Regions from separate parts of the Mus musculus genome. Here region 1 is linked to region 2. A link is a contact called in public HiChIP or PLAC-seq data. All regions are on one chromosome and are shown on one strand. Each heading gives the region's core, a stretch centred on a gene start, on an enhancer-like site or on the middle of the called end of the contact. The rest is flanking DNA. Distances are from core to core; before and after follow the strand shown.

What was found. HiChIP or PLAC-seq counts read pairs in DNA pulled down with a chosen protein or histone mark.
Region 1: an H3K4me3 HiChIP or PLAC-seq map of embryonic basal ganglia shows a contact between it and region 2, with 4 times the contacts expected there. The contact joins two enhancer-like sites. A contact is called at or near these places in 1 of 15 datasets of contacts at CTCF or cohesin (the NIH/3T3 cell line) and 6 of 115 datasets of contacts at active chromatin or transcription factors (embryonic basal ganglia, embryonic forebrain, embryonic midbrain and 1 more).

What each region holds. Positions count from the first base shown.
Region 1 is chr6:112,970,326-112,976,711 of GRCm38.p6, forward strand. It overlaps the pseudogene Gm6134. Among named protein-coding and RNA genes, the nearest start is that of Srgap3, 26 kb to the left of the region's middle. Within about 2 kb of position 2,681, at least 114 of the 459 cell types and tissues checked have an H3K27ac peak or open chromatin away from gene starts, as enhancers often do.
Region 2 is chr6:112,738,074-112,744,680 of GRCm38.p6, forward strand. It overlaps Srgap3 (SLIT-ROBO Rho GTPase activating protein 3), which reads right to left. Exons shown (of 22, transcript NM_080448.4): 15 at 3,288-3,422; 16 at 1,246-1,351; 17 at 810-1,037. Among named protein-coding and RNA genes, the nearest start is that of Gm26799, 42 kb to the left of the region's middle. Within about 2 kb of position 4,003, at least 7 of the 459 cell types and tissues checked have an H3K27ac peak or open chromatin away from gene starts, as enhancers often do.

The sequences.
Region 1 (6,386 bases), core at 1,431-3,930, 230 kb after region 2:
TTGAGTGCTCAGCCCTACCCAACCCCCAAGCTCAGGGAACAGCAGGGAAGAAGGGGTGGGAAGAATGAAAAAGCTGGAGAAGGGAGAAGGCTGTGAAAAGCTGTCTTCTGAAAGCAAGGCCACTACCCTCACGGACTTGCTGAAGCTGTGTTTACCTACACACAACCTGCACATGACAAGCCAATCAAAACTCCCATCGCAAGGCTCCACCCCTTTCTGAGGCGCTATTGTCAATTGATGGCTGCTAGGGGGATTTCTCTTCAGGGGTGTGATCACTGGTAGGGTTGCCCTACACCCATGCGTCTGCAGGCATGGGCCATAGAAGCCAAATAAGCCCTTCCCTCCCCAGGTTGCTTTCAGTCATGGTGTTTCATCACAGCAATAGAACACAAACTAATACATATACATATATGAAATTCTCAAAGAATAAATTAAATGTATTTTAGAGACCACAGAGAACTGCCTTCTCTCTTTTACCATCTTAGGACCATGGAGACATTATATATAGTATGTATATCTATATAGTGTATATATACATATATGCAAATTATGTATATATGTGTGTAATATATACATATGTGTGTGTATATATATCTTGTGCCCACCGTCAGACAGACAATCCACTAGTGTCTCAGACTTACATAACAGTGAGAAATGCCTGGTATTTATAAACTATCCATGGGATGACATTTGGGGACTTAAGGTATTCAATGAACCTAAATGACCAAGACTGTGACAGAGGAAGTAAAAAGCAAGGTTTAAGTTAGGGTCTGTTTGTCCAGCAGACCCAATCTTTTTCTTGTGTCAGGTTTCTGCCAAGGCCAATTATCTCCAAGGTATGCAGTAGACAAGGCTTCCTTGTGGGGAAAAGCTAGGGAAAAGAGGCCTCCAGCTGAGGCAATTACTAACTCTTCGAGGCATACCTAGGAAGTCATGTAGTGAAACAAAATGAATATTAAGCCAGACCTGGAGTACACATCCCTGCTTTGTAACTCATAAGCTGTGTGCAGACACAGCCAACGTTCTGTGACTTCATCCCAGAAAGAGGATGCTAATGCCATGGTTATAATGAGGATGCTGTGCTGCCAGCCCACAGTGAGAGAGAACTGGCAGAGTGGGGGAAATGTGAGAAGATGCCAGAGGTCACAGAAGTCATCAGCGTTTATGAGTGCCCTTTAAAGATGGCATAGTGGAGACACACTGTCACTGCAACCAAGGGAAATAGGCTCAGATCAGAGCAGCTAAGCATGCTGGGTAAGTCTGGTGTCACTGAAATGCAGTCAGATAAGACTCTTTCAGATGCCAGTCATAGGAAACTAATTCAAACAGTGCAGGGGAAAGTAGGGGCTCGGGACCCCCAAGACCAAGTTCTCGGCACAAAGGAGATTTGTCCCAGGGGAACAGAAGGCAGGAATATGAGACAGCGACAGGAGATAGAGGAAGAGGGAGAAGGAGAAGGGAACAAAAAGGGGCAAGGGAGGGGGGAGGAGCATTTGTACCGGAGGGGGACAAAGGACGGCCTGGAGGAACAAGGACTGCCACTGGATAGAAGGGAGACAGACTGTGATCCATAGGCAAATGACAGCTTATAAAGGTAAAGAGGGAAGCCCTGTGTTAGGATGAGGTGTTTAATTTTAATTGGGCATGCTAATTAGATGAATCAAAGGTGGCTTTTGATTGCTGGAACTTGGTAGTTTGCCTCAGAAAGAGGGATCGGTCATATAAGAAAATAGACCTTGGGGGGCTAGCTTTAGGAATGTAATCTAATGGTTTCTAGCAAGGCAGAGAGAACAAGGGAGAAGGGCAAGGCCTGCATGAGCCATGTTTACCTTTCTGGGATGGCTAGGGTCCTGTCAAACAGTCATTTGCATTAAGAGAATTTCTTCAGACCCGGAGTCTGGACTCTAGTGAGAGCGCACATGGAGTCTCAGATCTGCTGTGCTCCCAGCTGTCTTCTCCGTGCTGTTGTCTTCTGTAGATAGCAGCCCTCCCTACCTCCTGCGTATCAGGATTCCACCAGACCCCACTATAGAACCACAGAGCAAGAGACTTGGTAACGAACACTCCAGGAGTCACTTTTTTGCGACCCCAGCTTCATGTGTCCATCTCAGAGCCATCGTAAAAGCTGGAGGGAACAGCTATCCTAACTGGCTAGCCCTTGGGGGTGGAGTGAGGCCGGCAGACCCTTGCGAACTGTATCGGATGTGTTGGGGGAGGTGAACCTGGAAAACACAAGGTGCTGTTACCCGAAATAAATAAATGAATGCTGAACCAGCAGCAAAGGATAGCCGTGGGTTCAAGAGGCACCCTGGGTGTGAATGTATCCTGCATATAATGAGGTAAAGCTGGTGAGAGAGTTGCATAGATTTCAGCAAAGCAAATCTAAGCCACTGAGAAGTCAGGGCAGTGGGAAGCAACATGAACACCCCAGCTGAGACAAACATGCTGGAGACAGAACAGCGACAGACAGCAGGAGGGAATCATCCTGGGGCCATGACCAAGGCTGCCTTGTTAAGGGAGAGAAGTCTGGGACTCGGGATGGAAAGGTGGTCTGATATCATTGAGAACATATCCAAAAGGCCTGTGCTGATGGAGCTGGTGCCTCTGGCTTTCGGTTGAGTGGACAGCTTGTCCCTCTTCAAGGGCTAGGCCCAGCAGGCTGAGGAAACCATAGCAACCACAAGTTAAGAAAGACAGATGAAAAGCTTGTAAACACAGCTTCCAGCCATGTGGCATAGCTTTGGACTCCTAGGAGACAGCCACATAAAAAAAGCAGTCTAGCTCGTGGAGACCAGGCAGAGGGGACTATTTCTGGGCACCACCGTGGGTCAACTCCGAGCCTGCGAAGCAGCCAGGCAAACAGGCAGCACAAACACACGGGTCTCGGGTGGGTTATCCATCTAGATAGTCACACATGCTGAATGGCCAAGCTTGCTCCCTCCAGTAGCTGCTAAGCTACTGTGCTATTAAGCCACACATACACCCTCTGAGAGCCACCTCCTCGAAAACTTCTGCCCCACCCTTCAGCACTGTGAAGAAAGTTACCATGGGCACAGTGTGGCAGCAATGGAGAAACCTGCTGACCAGCTCTGTGTAGCTCCATCATAAATAACCAGCTGCCTCGTGCAATTTCCTGAGCTGCACAACTGGCAGTGACAACGTGCGTTTTCATCCATCATCCGCAGTGATGGCGGGGCCTCAGCGGGGTGCTGATAACTCCATTTTTCAAGGCCATAGCCAAACCCGTTTTTTTTTTTTCGCTGCTGGAGAGTTAACTGTTTCTCTGCGGGTCTTTATATGACAGTCCCCACTGAAAATAGCCATTGAATAGAATATAATATCTATTTTTCTCACTCTGATTTTCCAAAGGCAGAGTGTAATGCACGTGTGCATGCACACACACACACACACACACACACACACACACACACACACACACTCAGAGAGAGGGGGGGGAGGGAGAGGAAGAGGGAGGGAGGGAGGGAGGGAGGGAGGGGAAGAGAGAGAGAGAGAGAGAGAGAGAGAGCAGGAAATTCTTTTCACCTGATAAATACTTGAAATTTTAGGTGCACAGAACCCAAATAGTAACTATGGCAACACAAGCCACTCCAGTAAGACAAGGATTATTCCCAGCACAATAGCCTGGCTTGTGCTCCAAAAGCAAAGGTAATATTGGCTGAAAGCAATTTCAGAATTGGGAAAATCTACCAGCATTTGAAGCTTTGTGTTTAGGATTCCACTTCCACTGGGTGGCAAGATGAATTCACGACTGGAGCTCTAGCGTGCCTCCCAGAGAAAATGAGCCAGCCGCCTCACCCTCTTCTTAGTCATTCCCCAGCCTCAAAGCTGTCCAAACCTCAGGATTAGAGGGCTCGGCACTCAGATACAGCTTGGGAAAATCATAAGGCCAAGCACCCTGACAGCGCTCTTGGGGATCATGCCTCTGGGAGCCCCAGGACAAAGGAATGTGCTGGAGACCTTGCCCATGGTTGACCTAACCGTGCTTGTTTCTCAGCTTAGGAAACTGAGACCCACAGAGATTAGGAATGCTTGGTTATAGTCACATGAACTTGTGCTTAAAGCCACTGGCTGCGGAAGAAAACAAAACAGTATTTGTCATCACATCAAAGCTCAGTGTGAGGCTGGCTCCGTCGGTCAAAGTGCGCGCGCGGAGTAAGCGGACAGCCTGAGTTTGATCCCCAGAACCCGAGGAAGAAGGAGGGATAGACTCTCAAAAGTTCTTTTCTAACTTCCACGTGTGTGCGGGGGCCTGCACACTCCCATGCCCACACATCCACAGGAGATTCTTAAATACTGCGTGTGGAACTGAACACCCTTTCGGTGCACTTTGGAATCTGTCTGGCTTTCTGGTGCCAGGGTGGAACCCAGGGCCTTGTGCGTGCTAAGCATGTATCCTTCCGTGAAGCTACGTCCCAGTCCTTCTGTGAACTTTTCATACTGGATTACCTCACCTACCTATTGGCCGCGTTCTATGGACTTAGATTTTACTGATGCGTCATTTGCAACGGCACATACCCATTCATCATTTGCTCACCAAGCTAAGCAGATCAGCCAAAGAGCGTCTCATTTCATTATCCAGTATCGTATTTACTAAGTTAATTACCAGTTTTATGAGCTAGGTCTTTAAAGATTGGAATGATGTGTAGCTCACTGGAGGCAGATATTCTAATTTTCACTTGATAACTGTAACGGGAATCTCTGTGACAAATAACGTCAGCTGCTTGCCTTACCAGGCCCATAAACTGATTCTTGAACATTCTCTTCCAAATGCCCAATCTAGAGACAATGAAATCTTTATCAATGGATAACTTTTATGGATAAAATTATTTACCCTTGGGGTGCTGGAACTCATTGGTTAAGAGCACTGCCTGATGTTCCAGAAGACCCGGGTTCAACTCCCAGCATCCACATGGTGGCTCACAACCACCTGTAACTCCAGTTCCAGGGGATCCTACTCCTACTTCTGGCTTCCATGGGTACCAAGCACTCAGGCAGTTCCCAACATCCATGCAGACAAAGCATCCATGTACATCAATTAATTCTTAAAGAGTATTTACTATTGTTCCTCATACCACAAAACAAACACACATTAAGGAGTTAATGAAGAAACCAAGCAGATGTGTTAGCAGGCCCCAAGGACAAGTTAAAAAGGTATAGCACGGGCTAGTGAAGAGGCTCAGAGAGTAAAGGAGCTTGCCAGCAAGCCTGATTACCTGAATTTGATTCCCAGAACCCACATCATGGAGAGAGAGATCTGACTCCAGCAAGTTGTCCCTTGACCTCCATACACACACACACACACACACACACACACACACACACACTAAATGGAATTTTAAAAGGTAGGAATAAGGAATAAAAGAATGTTCAAAGGAAACTGGGTAAAAAACTGGCTATTTTCCCTGGATGGGAAAAGATAGCCTTCCACTAGGCAGAATTCACTTGCGCATCTACAAGCAAGAGTACTTTTGTTTTATTTTTGAGTCAAGGTCTCAAGTATCTCAGGTTAGTGTCAAACTCTCCTTCTGCAGCCATGGATAACTTTGGACATCCTGGTTCTTCTGTCCCCGACTGTAGAGTGCTGAGGTTACAGGCATGTGCCGCCATCCCTAGCTTGTGTGCTGCTGGGGATGTCACCCCAGGCTCCGTGCATGCTAGCCAAGCTCTGAGCTACAGCACAGCCAACAAGATTATTCAGTATCGCTGCTGTTTGACAGAGTTGTAAAATAACTCCCACTAACAATATCAAGTCTTTCTTTGAAGCACAAATATACCTTACAATTTTATGGCACTCATTTTTCATATAAAATGGTATTTATTTAAAAATTAATTAGACCTTTCTCCTCGTTGGGTGTCTGAAGGCAAGATGGGTGACCAGCAGCTCTACTGGAGTCACCCACGGAAGTTCGGCCAGGGTTCCCGCTCTTGCCGTGTCTGCTCCAACCGTCACGGTTTGATCCGCAAATACCGGCTGAACGTGTGCCGCCAGTGCTTCCGGCAGTACACGAAGGACACAGGCTTCATTAAGTTGGACTAAGCGACCTTGAATGGATTCGACTGACTGCCAAGTGGAACCGATCATGCTAGTCTTTGTGCACAAAGAATAAAAATATGAAGAACTTTTAAAAAAATAAAATAAAATAAAAAATAATTAGATTTGTATTTAATTACTTTTTAGTTCAGCTCACACCTCACCAGATGCACAATTGTGTGCATGCACACACACACATACACACACACATACAGAGAGAGAGAGAGAGAGAGAGCACTTCAGTAAGCCACAAGGCTCTTTATGTGTACTTCCCATTTAATAAAACAAAATATTGAAACAATGTGTGCACATGAAGGCTGACATTAATTGAATT
Region 2 (6,607 bases), core at 2,753-5,252:
TAGTTTCCTGACACATCTGGTAGATTGGTGCTGTCTACATAGTCACTCATTACAATTAAACACATAGCCACCTTCACTCTTTCAGGGTTAGCTTGAAGAAGGAAGCCAGACCTGGGTCTGAAAAGGTGCCTTACTAGTTCTCCTTATACAGAGCATCATAGAAGCTACCTGACTAATGACTAGTGACCTCAGGTGGGGCATGCAAAGACATGAGACTCTGGGAGAATGAACCCCTGGGTGGGAGGGGTCAGTGGCTGGAGGTTGGTGTGGGGACACTCACTCCTCTGTTTCCTGAGAAGGAAAGGTTACTTGGCCAGCTACCACATTATAAGAGCCCCTCGGACCCAGATAGAGCCCTGAAATAACTCTTGGGAAGTCTCCACAGGAACACCTGAGAAAGGGAAGGCTCTCTTGGTGTTGGAGTTGCCCAGAGAGTGGGTGACAAAACTGGAGCTGTCCTCTGACAGCCTCTAAGGGAAGCCAAGGGATGAAGACTGCAAGGCCAGGTCCTGCTGACAACTGCTGAGCCTCTGAATCCAGCCATACCTGAAGATATAGCCCTAAATGTTTTAGTGAGGTAAACTACAGGTGCATATTGGCTTAGGCTATCTGAAGGCATGTTTTTACTCCTTGTAACTTACGCAATTTTGACTGCTGTAGTTGTCTCTCACATGGGACTGCTGTAAAATTTACAAGGAAAACTAGCTATAGTGCGTGTCCCCTAGGGTAATGAGAAAACTGGAAGGCTTCTGATTGTTTTTAACAATAGGGTGATGCTAACGGGAATATTAAGGGGAAGGATGCCTTACCAGTACTCTTCCCCTCCAGCCATGCATTTTTCGTACACGGGTCCCTCTAGCTCCCGAGGGCTGGGGAAAATGGCTTCATGGTGGATGATGATAGTTTTGATGACTTCATTGACATGCGCCTGGCAGGATACAGGGTCCTGCCCATCGGGGATGTGCATGAGGGTGGGCCCGAAGCAGATGGCCAAGTTGTAGGGATCCATCATGTTCTCATCACTGTACTGGGAAAGGCTAGGAGAGAACAGATACTCACTGTTCACCCACAAGGCAAAGCCTCCCCCAGAGTTTCCTTCCTTTTTTTGCGGGGGGCGGGGGAGAGGGAAGTGGGGACACAACCCAAATGCAGAAGTTTCTATATTCTGATTTATAAAATAGCATTCATAAGAGCCTTGGCCCAGAGGAGGCCAGTGGCAGAGGGCTCCCCAGGCCAGGTACTCACTGATTGAGGAAAGCAAAGAGGTATCTCATGACCACAATGACCACGCGGGGCAGGGTGATGAGGATCTGCTGGATTGGGTGCACCCTGTCAGCTGGGTTCTCCAGTTCTGTAAGGTACAGAGAGTTCAAGGTGACCAACACCCTTGGAGAGCAAGGCAGTAGATGTCTCTAGGCTCCACCTCCCCCATCAGCTATAGGGATCAATCAGGAAGGCTCTACTCTCAGTTGGGATTCATATGAGATCCTGGCTAGAGCCAATCAGAACAAGACAGGTTGGGGGCTAGCCTACTTAGAATCTCTTTGAGCTGGTCTTGAGGACTTGTGGGGAATCCTATAGAGAGGTGCCTGGGACTTGGGTAGCAGAAAATCTGGAACAGCAAGGGTTCTGCCAGAAATGAGAAACCTATCTGATGGTCAGAAGAGTCACAGAGTGGCCATGTGAAGCCTAAAATGAATTGCCTAGTTTTCTGGTAGAGGATCTGAAACTGTTTTATGGACTCAGATGGTTTGGATTTCAGTCACTGGCAGCCTTGGAGTCCTGGTGTCACAGACAGGGACAGTGGTTTAGTAAAATGTGAGAGGCACCAGACATAGCACAGGCCTGGGAATGCTGCAGTCACCGAGAAAAGAATAGTGCAAGCACGGGCTCTTCTTGAGTGACCTATTGACCAGAAAGCTTAGCGCCTGCCCAGGATCTAGATCAGGGATCTGTTCTCAGGCGAACCATAGAGTCAAATGCTGGTGTGATGGCACAGCAAGACGGAACACCTATGAAGTTGGCAAACCAGAACTACAAGAAGTGAGGTGTCAATGCTGTGTGTAGGGTGGACAAGCCACACGTTGTCAGTGACATTTTCCTCACAGAACTCCAACCTCCAAAAGACCCCTTTTCTCCTCAGTAGCCAGCATGACAGGGCTACTGACACTCTTGCATGCCTTATCTTCTGGCCACTGTTCTTCCATTGAAAACGACCTAGGACAATGGGTCTAGATGAGGTGCTACTACCAAAGCTGGGGTTCTTGCTTCTTGAGTAGGCATTGTGTGGGGTTGAAGAGTAAGTGGAAGTCTATATTGGCATCCGTCACCCCCATGCCCTGACTGTATAGGGCATGTGGATTGATGTTGCCTGCCTTCAATTTCAACAGGGTGGTCCCTCTAGCTCACCTTCAAGACCTGGCTGAAAGAAGTCTCACCCAGGACAGCTCACGGTCAGTTTCTTATGCTCCTCTATAAATCCTCTAGACCCTCCTGTCAGTCACCCATGCCAGCTACCCTCCTATGGCTACTAGCGACATCATAGTTCTTAAAGACAGGGTTTTTTTTTATAAAGAGGGTACTTAAATCACTAATATGAGAAAAAAGGAAAATCCTTTGTTTTAATTAGAAGGTGACATGCAAATATTTAACAGTGAGGATATGTTCTAAGACATGCTGAAGGCAGAACAATGTGAGCCCACATCTGTACCATCTCCTACTGTCCTACATCTGGGACATATCCTGATGGCCAGCATCTCTTCCATCAGTCAAGTACCTTATGACCAGCAGTGTAGAGATAATCACCCAGTCAGTTAACTATCATCATTCCCCTTGTTTGCTGACCTGATTCCTTAGACCTTCCATGGATCCCTACCCATCAAGGTACAAAGCTGTAGGGTCCTTCAAAGACATTCAAATCTACTCCTTTTGCTACATTTGACTGCACCATGCTCTGTCCTGCTGATTCAACTGGGCCACTGTCCCCAACCCTTCCAGGCTTCCCCGAATCCCCTCCTCTTGGCAGTCTTGCTCGTGTCCCTCCCCCAGGCCTACTCTGTGACTACAGGTTTCTCTCTGCTTCTCCTCTTAGCTCCTGTTGTACTTAGGGAGTATACCATGTCCATTAGCCCATTGTGCTACCTAGAGATCTGGGACTTTAAGCTCTCTAAGAACCATACTTTGTTCATAGTATTCCTCTCCTGTGCCTGGCAGGATAAAGAGGCCAGCACTTCGACTTCTATAAAGATCCATGAAGCAATGGGCCATCCCACCTGTAAAATACTTACTAATAGTAGATATCAAATCTTGAAACCTTTCCTTAGGAAAGAGTGGGTTTTCCAGTCCTCGGAAATACAGTTTTAAAACACCAGCAACTGAATTGATATCTCGCTCATTTTGGTCATCCACGAGGGGGTCTTCACCTGTGTGGAGACAATGTTTTAGGCTGGTGAGGAAAGAGAATCTCTTTCCAACACTGGAAGATATTCTCCTTCCTCAATTGAAAGAGGAAGAGACATGGCCAGACAGACAGGAGGAAGAAGATGGCACAAGCCTGAAAACCTGGGACTCTCAGTCTCTGCATGTTTTAAATTTCCTATTAGAAAATACTCAGAAGGGATAAGCATCCAATTATGAATGTTCATCACCCATTACTTAGCCCTCTCCTGAGTTCTCTATTTATTATATACACCATGGCTCAAATTTTTGAGAATTTTTGACACTATCACACATTTCTCTTAAGAATCAGGACACTCTCGGCTAACAACGATAACTTTATCTAACCTAAGAAAGAGAACAATCCTTCCAAAAATAACACCACACACAGCCCACATTCAAACTCCGCCAACTATCCCAGTATGCCTGTCATGGATTTTTGTTTTAAAAATATAAGCACTATCCTGAGTTCCCACAGTTCATTTGCTGGTTGGCAGTTGTTCCTCTTGTTTGTTTGTTTGTCTGAGACACGGTCTCCATGTATCCCTGGATGGCCTGGAACTTGGGACAATCTTCTGCTTCTGCTTCCAAATGCTGAGATCAAAGGCATGTGCCGGCATGCCCAGCTCAATGGCTGCCTCTTGGGTTTTATAAGTATAAAATACACTCCAGTGTTTTTTGAGTGCTGAGTTTGTGTTTGATGATGTAGGTCTCGCTGTCTTGCAGAATTGTCTCATACTGTGCCTTTCATTTTCCTCATGACTTGACTGGAGTTTTTTATTTTGGACCAGAATACAGAGGCACCTAATGACTGCTACTAGGTATGCAGAGCACTGAGTTAAGGTGGTAGATCTTTTTCCCTTTAAACACCATAGAGGTATTCCCTTTTTTTGCTACAAACATGAGACTTGTGAAGTGAGACCAGAATCCTGGCACTGTAAGTCTGCCCACTAGTCCCTGTGGTAAGCATGGCTCACCACATGGGGTCAGTCTCCAGTGATGGGTCTTGCCTTGTAACCCTAGGAACTCATTGATTCTGTTAGCTTGGCCAGTGAGCTCCAGATAGCCACTGGTCTGGGCTCCCCAGTACTGCGGTTACACAAACCTACTGCTATGCCTGGCTTCTACATGAATGCTGGACATCTGAACCGAGGCCCTTCTCTGCTCAGCTCCCTAAACCAGATTTAAAGGTTCTCAGAGAGAAGGCCCATCTTTACCCTTTCCCTACACACCTCAAACACCACCATTTTCTTTAGTCTGACTCGTCTGCTGTGTTTCTACTACAGCAGATGAGCAAACGCATCTATAGTCAGCTCTCTGCATTCACAAGTTGCACATCTGGGATTCAACAAATATGACAAAAATATTTTTGAAAAGGAGATTGCCTCTCCGGACTGGGAGGTGTGTCAGTGAGTGAGGGAGGCCACACTTTACTCACTTGACCTTCTACAGTTCTACATTTAATTACTAGTTATACCTATTTAGTTAGTTATATGCAAATGACAAGGCATACATATGGAGGTCAGAGGTCAACTTGTAGAAGTCAATTCTCTCTATCTTATGGATCCCAGGAATTGAGTCATTAGGCTTAGACAAATGCATTTATCCACTGAGCCATATATCAGCAGCTCCACATTTGACGTCTTTCAGTCTTTTGCTGTGATAAACACTGCCACAGTGGATAGCCTGCATGTGCGCATTTGTATTTGTGGAGGCAGGTCTCAGCTCTGTTCCTGGAAGGGGGCACGCTGGGTCACCGTGGGTGTGGTTTCTCACCTGTAGTCAAAGCCCTCTCATTGGGGCCACACTACTTTGTAGTCCTGGAGAAGCCTGTCTTCCCCAGCTCTGCCCATGGCATATTGCCAGTCTTCTGAGGTTTTCTACCATTTGGATAGGGCATTTCGGAGGAGTGGCTCTCTGCCGTTTAACTGGGGGCTGCTAAGCTGGTCTATTACTGAGAATTTTTCCAGGGGAGGTGAAAGGAAGCAGAGAGTAATCTAACACCTTCCTAGAGGTGTTGAGGGAAGTTTGCGCTAACAGCTGGAACACCTGTGTGTGTCTGCCAAGCAACGAACACATCCGAGTACCCAACCTGGATCTCTTCCCTCTGCCTTCATTGGAAACAGGCATGTGGTACCAGCAGTCTCTTCTAGTCCCAATGTGTTTTAGTGCCAATCAGAAAAAGTCTTCTCGAGTTCTGTACCAGTGCTTGCAGCTTACAGAGCATGAGCCAGAGTATAGCCCACCCACCTGCCTTCCGAGCCGGGCAAGTGTCCAGCCTGAACAGCGGTATGAGGCAGCCCAGACACTCATGCTCCCTAGGCTAACCTCTCAGATGCCCCCACCAAGAAGGTGAGAATGTTTCTCCCCTAAGGAAGAAAAAACACTTTTAAAAATAATTGCTTGATTAACATGTTAACTTTCTGTATACCCATTTATGTGTGTGTACCTACATAGACATAGATATGCACACACACAAATACATATAGCAATCACCATCATCACCATCATGACTATCACCATCACCAACATCATCTTATGCCTGTCTCCCTGAATGAAATCACCATGACATTCCCTGACAATAGTCCAGGCCTTTGGCCTTCTGTAAGACCAGTCTCTCTGGGCTCAGGAACACCAAATCAAAGCGGAAGAGAATGTAGACAACTGGCTTATCTAGAAAGGGGAATGAGAGCTGTTGTTCCAGGTGGCCTGATGGAAAGCTGAGTCCCACTGAGTCCTGGAAGAGGACTGGACTCCCGTGCAGTCCCGTGCCTTCCCAAAGAACAAGGCTGCGGGGAGAGGGAGAGTCATTTTGGACTGAGGAGACAAGGAGAAGGCCTAACTGAAAATATGGAAGAAGAAAATAGAGATCTGTTTGTTTGTTTCTGTTTTTCTCTTTCTTTTTCTGTGGCTGGGATGCGTGGTCAGGAGATTCCCCTGCTATGTGAGGACCCAAGGCTTGACAAGAGCAGAGAAGGCTTTTCACTTCCACCCAAGCAGGTGACCGGAAATGCTGGCCTTAGCTGAGATCTGGGGCAAGGGCGGTGTTGCCCATTGCCATAGGCTTACCAACAGAGGGAGACAATGCAGGAAAAGGTCAGGGGAGGTCCTGCCAGGTTGCTGGTCTTCTTCAAGGACCGGTACCCAGGGAGTCAAGGGCAGGACCCAGGCA